Regions from separate parts of the Gossypium arboreum genome. Here region 1 is linked to region 2. The links are chromatin contacts, called in public Hi-C maps. All regions are on one chromosome and are shown on one strand. The core of a region is the stretch at or near the end of the contact, and the rest is flanking DNA. Distances in the headings are between cores, read along the strand shown.

Region 1 (3,577 bases), core at 207-2,706, 560 kb before region 2:
ACTTCAAAGCATACTAGTTTTCAAGCTTGTTTCACAATGTGCCCACATGTGTCTCTTGATCACTGGTTATAAACATTCTCTTTAACAAATTGTTGAATAAAACCACACACTTACTTATGCTCAAATTCTCACTTTTCAATAGTTTTTGACTCGGGCTTTTGAGTAGCAAAAATACGAAAATGTAAAGCTTTCCCAAACAAAATATCTTTCATTTTGTTTTGCCAAAGTTGATAATTTATGTCATTTAACATAATCATCTTACTAGTACTAATTTTCATGATTACCAAACATGATAACTAAGCTCTTGATACTAGTTTGTTTAAACGAAACCAAACCCAATGAAACAATGCGAAAGCACAATTGATATTCTTTTGCTCCCGAAAAATCAATTCAGTAATTATGACAAACCCAATAACACAATATATTAACAATTTGTGCAAATCAACCACAATATCGCAAGCAAAACTAATAAATCGAGAAATAATTTTTAGTAAAAAATCCTTTTAAAGCAAATGATAAAAACCACATGACTAGAAAGTCCTTTTTACAAGATCACAATCCGCCACAATAAAAAGTTTACAATTCAAACTATAAACAAATAAGCTTAAGTAAACTTTAAGAGAAAAGTTAAAAATATTATCAAAAAGATGTTAGACTTTAAAAGCTAAAAACCCAAAGTTACAGTAGCCAAAAAAAAAATCTGTACACATTAAAAAATTTTGAGTCTACTACCTACTATAAAAAAATAAGCTCCAACGAACATTAAATCAACCTCCGGTAAAGGAAAATACAAAGGTTGATTTGTGTACAAAGAACCATTTTTTTCTCGCCCACTTCTCTTTTCTTAGATTTTATCGGTACACCAAAAGAAAACTAACTTTTTTTTCAGTAGTCCCCACACGTATATATGTACGGTAAATATAAGTGGACTCCCACATGGTAGGACGCTTGAGCACAAGCCCAAGAGAAAAAATATTTAACATAATAATATATAAATATATATATTTTAATTATATAATTACATATTTATATTTTATTTATATAAATAAAAGAATTGTTAATTAAAAATATCAATTAAAAATAAAATTTGATAACATATTTATTAACTAAAAACATTAATTAAAAATAAAAAATCTTGAAACAATATGAATTAATTCAATTAAAAAGTAAAAATTAGAAAAATTAAAGGAAAAACTTGAAATGGAATTAAAATAATAATAAAAAAGCTCCAATCAACCCTAAAATGCTAATCAAGATGGTGACAAGTCAATGAAAAGACGTATACAGTACTTACGTAAGCAAAAACGAATTATTTCTCTAAATAAATTTTGCAATTAAAACAATAAAAATAACAAAAATATAATTGTGTTTTTATTTAAAATTTACTTGGTGAATAGATTTTTTGTGGATTTTCTTGAAACGTGAAAGGGTTCATTCATAGAAAACAGCTAAATGATAATTGTTATCTACCCTATATATTTAATATAAATACTTAACATGACCAAGTTGTTCGTTTTGTCAACATCCAACCCCACTGGATTCAAGATAGATAGTATATGCACGTATAAAATACGCCTACTGGTGCTGTATTTCTACGTATAAGGTGGTGGAGGTGTTATTTGAGCAGTTCATATCTGTTCTGTGGTTTCAGCGTCTATTTGAAGCTCTTGTCATCAATTTCATATCTTGTCTCCGCATTTATTTGAACCTCTTTATCATCAATCTTCAAGCTTCAGCTGCAGCCTTGGATTCGTTTGCCCCCGAAAGAAAAGGGTAATTTCTTTTTGCTCTGTAACCGCTTAAATTATCTGTTTTTATTTCAATGAGTTATGGTTTTTTTTTTCTTTGCTTTTCTTTTTGGGGAGTTTGAATGTCTATTTGATGAGTGATATGGAGGTTTGAAGTTTTGCTCATATAATGGAACTTTTAGCGACGAAAATGACTTGAAAATGAAGTGGTTTTTACCTACAAGCTCTTTTAGTTGAATTTCTTCTCTTGACTTTTAATAATAACTAGGAATTTGTCTGCTGGAATTTCCTTTCTCAGATTCTTTATTTATTAATTAAATTATTTTTTAAGTCCTAAACATTCTCTAGACATGGCTTTTATTCTAATATTTTGAAATTTTGGAAATAGATGAAAAAAGAATCATCTTTGATGTGTTTGGTTTTGTCTTTTTCTTGGTTTAATATACTAATATTTGCATCCAATTGAGAAGTTAGGGTTGCTAGAGGTCACCATAGAAAACAAGTTTTCCTTATTTGATTATAGGATTTTATGACAGTGAATTTGGATTTCATTTTTTCCACGAACTATGAGGATGGGCATAGTCACTATATAAAAATATGAGTAAAAATCTGATATATCTATACATTCGAAAGATTATGATAGGATCTATTCGAATTCAAATTCGAACCAAATCTACAGATTCGAGTACAGTATTTGAAAATCAAATCCATAGATTTCCAGTACTTAGAAGATTAACATCTAATTCTATGCTAGGTAGTTTCATGTACATTTTTGTATTACTTCAAATATGTTGTGAACCCATTCAAAGTGTAAGCTTTTCATATTGATTTTGTTTAACATGGAACCTAATGGATTCTTTTTTTGATCAGGAAATGTTTGACAAAGACTTTTTCACTGAATATGGTGAAGCAAGTCAATATGAAATAACAGATGTAGTCGGCCGAGGAAGTTATGGTGTGGTTGCATCTGCTATAGATACTCACACTGGAGAGAAAGTGGCTATTAAGAAGATGACCAATATCTTTGAGCACACCCCTGATGCAATTCGCATTCTTAGAGAGATCAAACTCCTACGGTTGCTGCGACATCCGGATATAGTTCAAATAAAACACATAATGCTTCCTCCATGTAGTCGAGAATTTAAAGATATATTTGTTGTTTTTGAGTTGATGGAATCTGATCTTCACCATGTTATAAAGATAAACGACGATCTAACCCCTGACCATCATCAATTTTTCTTGTACCAGCTCCTTCGGGGTCTAAAATACATTCACACAGGTGGCTTATATTCACCCATCTATTGCAGTAGTGTTTTCTCCTAATTTGTGAAAATAATGACCCACTTTGTTTTTACCTTTTTGTTTCAATTTTCTCAGCTCATGTTTTCCATAGAGATTTAAAGCCAAAAAATATACTTGCTAATGCGGACTGCAAACTGAAGCTTTGTGATTTTGGACTTGCTCGGGTATCATTTACTGATGTACCTTCAGCTATTTTTTGGACTGTAAGTGTTTCCTTCTTGCCTTATAACTTCTGCTACTTATTGCCATTGTTTATGCAATGTATGCTATCATTCACATCTGATTATCATTTATTTCTCAAGGACTATGTGGCTACTCGATGGTATCGTGCTCCTGAGCTGTGCGGTTCATTTTTCTCAAATGTAAATGCTGTAGTCCTTTATCTTATTGAAATTAATTTACTATAATCTGTTTAAAGAACTTGTTCTTCTCCTTCTCATTCACTCGTACACTGCTGCTACAGTTTTACTTATATCCATTCAGGTTAATCAATTTGAGCAAACTCCTTTAAGAACTTTATTAATTGA
Region 2 (3,508 bases), core at 29-2,528:
AAATTAATTGTAATGATTTTTCTTTTCTTTTAGCTTAGCATGGAAGATTCAATATCATATAATCAAAAGAAATTTAGGTTTTGTAGACAATTATTAAAGATGAGTTATTTGTTTTAATTTTAATTTGGGAACATAAAATAAATTTTAAATTTTAGAAGAAGATTAAATTAATTAATTAATTTGAATATTGTAGTAACACATCCTCTTATACCATCAATGGATATAAAATTTTCAACACTTTATTCAATTGATTTTGATGTTTTAAAATTTAAATTTTCAATATAAAAATAAAATTTTCGGTAAGGAGTAAAGACAAATTTTAATGCTTTATTATAATTTGTATTTAATGTTTTTTTACTCCAATACTTAAAAGAAGATATTTTAGATAACTAAAATAAAAATAAATTAAAAATTAGACGAAATATAATATAACGTTAGAGATTCAATGCTTAAATAACTATAATGAAAGAGGTAGATGATTAATGATATAGTTACCTAATTTGTTATTATACTTACCAACTCCACAAAACATTGAATAACGTCTTTTTCCATTAATGGATGAAACTTACCAAATAAATGGAAAGTTTTGAGAGAAATATTCAAGTTAATAATTGTTGTACAATTAAGTATGGGTGTAAAAAGGTAGAAGTAATAAAGAAGAGTGAGAGGGATCCCTAAAAACATAAAACAAAAATAGTCCTAGGCTTACCCAGCCCTTACCCCTTGTTTCCTCCCTCCCATTTAATGTCTGTTAATTTGTTTCCCCATTCTTCTCCCTTTTGCATTTATGATCTAATACGTTACAATTCCTCTGTACACCCTTCCAACATCATTAATTTGCCCCATCCTCGCAATAATTATTCATTTGACACTTTCTGATTATTAAAATCATTCATTGATCACCAAAAAGGTCAGGCAAATGAATGGCCCAGATGCCTCCATCACCATGAAGATGTAACGAGGCTGAGGTGTAGGGTATAGGAAGGGCACCCCCAAACCAATAGGCTCCCCGGTCTAAGCTCCCAATCATTTTAAGCTGACTTTTGAACCCAACAATGAGACTCCTCATTTTATAAACAGCGAAACATACCCCTTATTGTACTACACCACCTAAGATTTTCCAATATCTATCTGATATGATACGTGTCTCACATCAGATGGGGTCAGGCCTTTGACTTTGACGACCACAGTCAAAAACCCTAGCTAATTATAATATTTTTATTTTGCTTTCCTTTTTCCTCATTAAAATATTTTTATTATTCATTTACTGTATCTATTTATTACTTAAGACTTTTATATCTGTCACACCATCTCCCCATCTTTTTCCTCCTCCTTTCGTTTCTTTTCATATTCTTGTGCTTGTTATTTGTCTCCTTTTGTTTCCCTTTTATTTATTTATTTATTTTTATCTTTTTTATAAACTTTACCTTTTATCTCCTTAAAATCAATCGTTATCTTTCTCTTCTTTGTTCTTCTGCAACTTTCATGGCGGTTTTACCCACCGGTTCTTCACACTTGGAGTTGACGATATCTGTTCCTGGTTTCGCTTCTTCCCCTTCTTTCCCTTCTTCTGGTAAGCCAAAAATATTGTTTGCTTCTTAATACTGATAAACATAGACATACACACATATGTCAAACCTTTTAGTATCATCAGTCTTTGATCTTATGCTATACCCGGATTCCATGCATGGTTTCGAGAAAAATGTTTTTTTCTTTTTTTTCTTATGCTTTTTAAGATGGTCGTCCCCATGGGTGATGAAGAGGGTGATGAAGATAGATTGATTTTGCATCAAATTTGATTTATTTACCTCGTTTCTTTTTAATATTACGTTAAAGGTGATCAAGGGGGTTGTACGGTGAGAGATTTGGATATAAACCAAGTACCAGCAGAAGATGAATGGATCACAGCAAGCATGGAAGATGAAGAAGAAAGCTGCAATAATGGTGCCCCTCCTCGAAAAAAGCTTCGTCTTACAAAAGAACAGTCTCGCCTTCTAGAAGAAAGTTTCAGACTAAACCATACCCTAAACCCTGTATGTAAAAATTTCAAACTAGTACCCTACCCTTTCCAAACTTATTAATTAACACCAAACTAACAATTTCCCTCTTTTAACATAAAAAATACCCCATAAATCCATCACACCATTTCTTTCATTTAATGTCTTTTTGGATTTTTGTGTTTTCAGAAGCAGAAAGAGGCATTGGCTTTGCAGCTGAAGCTTAGGCCAAGGCAGGTTGAAGTTTGGTTCCAGAACCGTAGGGCCAGGTACCCTATACGTATACACCTATGCATATACATAAATTAATATATATTTTTTTACATTTAAATGAATTCTCATTCTTTTTTTTTCCTTTTCAATGAATCATTATTTCGTTGGTGGGTGTTACTAAAGTAGCTTAGGGTAGATATATATATAACAGAATAAATAAAAACTAAATCAATAATTCCATCGGTATTTTTTTCTCACACTAATGATATAGGTAGAAATATTTGAACGAAAGATTTTGTTTCAAAGGTTTAGTTATTAGAGATATAATAATTTATGATGCTAATCAGTCTTAGGCCTGTTTCTCAAAGCTTAGATTCATTTTTATGGGGTTCTCTTGTCATTTCCCTGACAAAACGGTTGTCTTTGGACGTTGATATATCACTATCACTCTGTGATATACATTTTATTAGAGTAATTAAAAGCAAGCTATATATTACAACACCACGTTGTCACTGTAAAATTCTATGAATTTATTCATATTTTTAGCGCCTTCAAACAACTTGGAACAAGTTACAGGATAACTATTATTATTATTTTTTATCCTATATATCATTTCTGGTCGTGTATGCATGGCATAATAAGCAAAGCAAACATTTTGCCATTTGTTGTCTTTATGGCCTTCCTTCACTCATCTTTCACCTAAAATTTCATATCATTTTATGCTGCAAAAGGAAGTTGCACTTTCTTATTTTCATCAATATAATTTTCTCATTGCAAAACTTAATTAACATAAAATTTAGATGAATGTAAAAATAAAGTAAGCGATAAAACCGGGTAGATAGATAGATGTAGAACTATTTCATTAAGTCCTTTTTCTTATTATTTCATAGACGCAAAAGCAATCATCCATGTATAAACACAAAACCAGGTTATACAAACAAAAAACGACACACGACCAAAAAGCAGATCAACAGACTTATGAAGAACTGATGATGTGGTCTGATTTCATAAGCTGATAATAGAGAGCATGGGGGATTAAAAAATAAAAAAAGAAGAAATGGGTATTATCATAATGATGGCAGCAAATTAAGAAATATTGCTTGTCTGCCTCAGGCCCGAATGGTAGTCAGATCATCATCATCATCATCCCCCTTTTCTCCAATAAAGTCGTGGTTTGACCCATCATTCTTTGGACTTAGCCATGCATTGATGAATTATTACATACGTGTATTACATTATTGAATGAAATGAGTGAAGGGAAAGATAGGTTGGTATATTATAATCATGCATTTTCTTTT

What was found. Hi-C and Micro-C count contacts between places; a contact is called where the count stands out from the background.
Region 1: a Hi-C map of leaf shows a contact between it and region 2, with 4 times the contacts expected there. The contact joins the promoter of LOC108467083 here to the promoter of LOC108466551 in region 2. A contact is called at or near these places in 2 of 5 Hi-C or Micro-C datasets (both in leaf).

The regions. Positions count from the first base shown.
Region 1 is chr2:72,933,293-72,936,869 of ASM2569848v2, reverse strand. It overlaps LOC108467083 (mitogen-activated protein kinase 17-like), which reads left to right and starts at 1,456. Exons shown (of 11, transcript XM_053024998.1): 1 at 1,456-1,773; 2 at 2,619-3,027; 3 at 3,126-3,253; 4 at 3,353-3,412. The coding sequence starts at 2,622.
Region 2 is chr2:72,373,847-72,377,354 of ASM2569848v2, reverse strand. It overlaps LOC108466551 (homeobox-leucine zipper protein HOX3), which reads left to right and starts at 1,278. Exons shown (of 4, transcript XM_017766920.2): 1 at 1,278-1,573; 2 at 1,837-2,033; 3 at 2,187-2,266. The coding sequence starts at 1,486.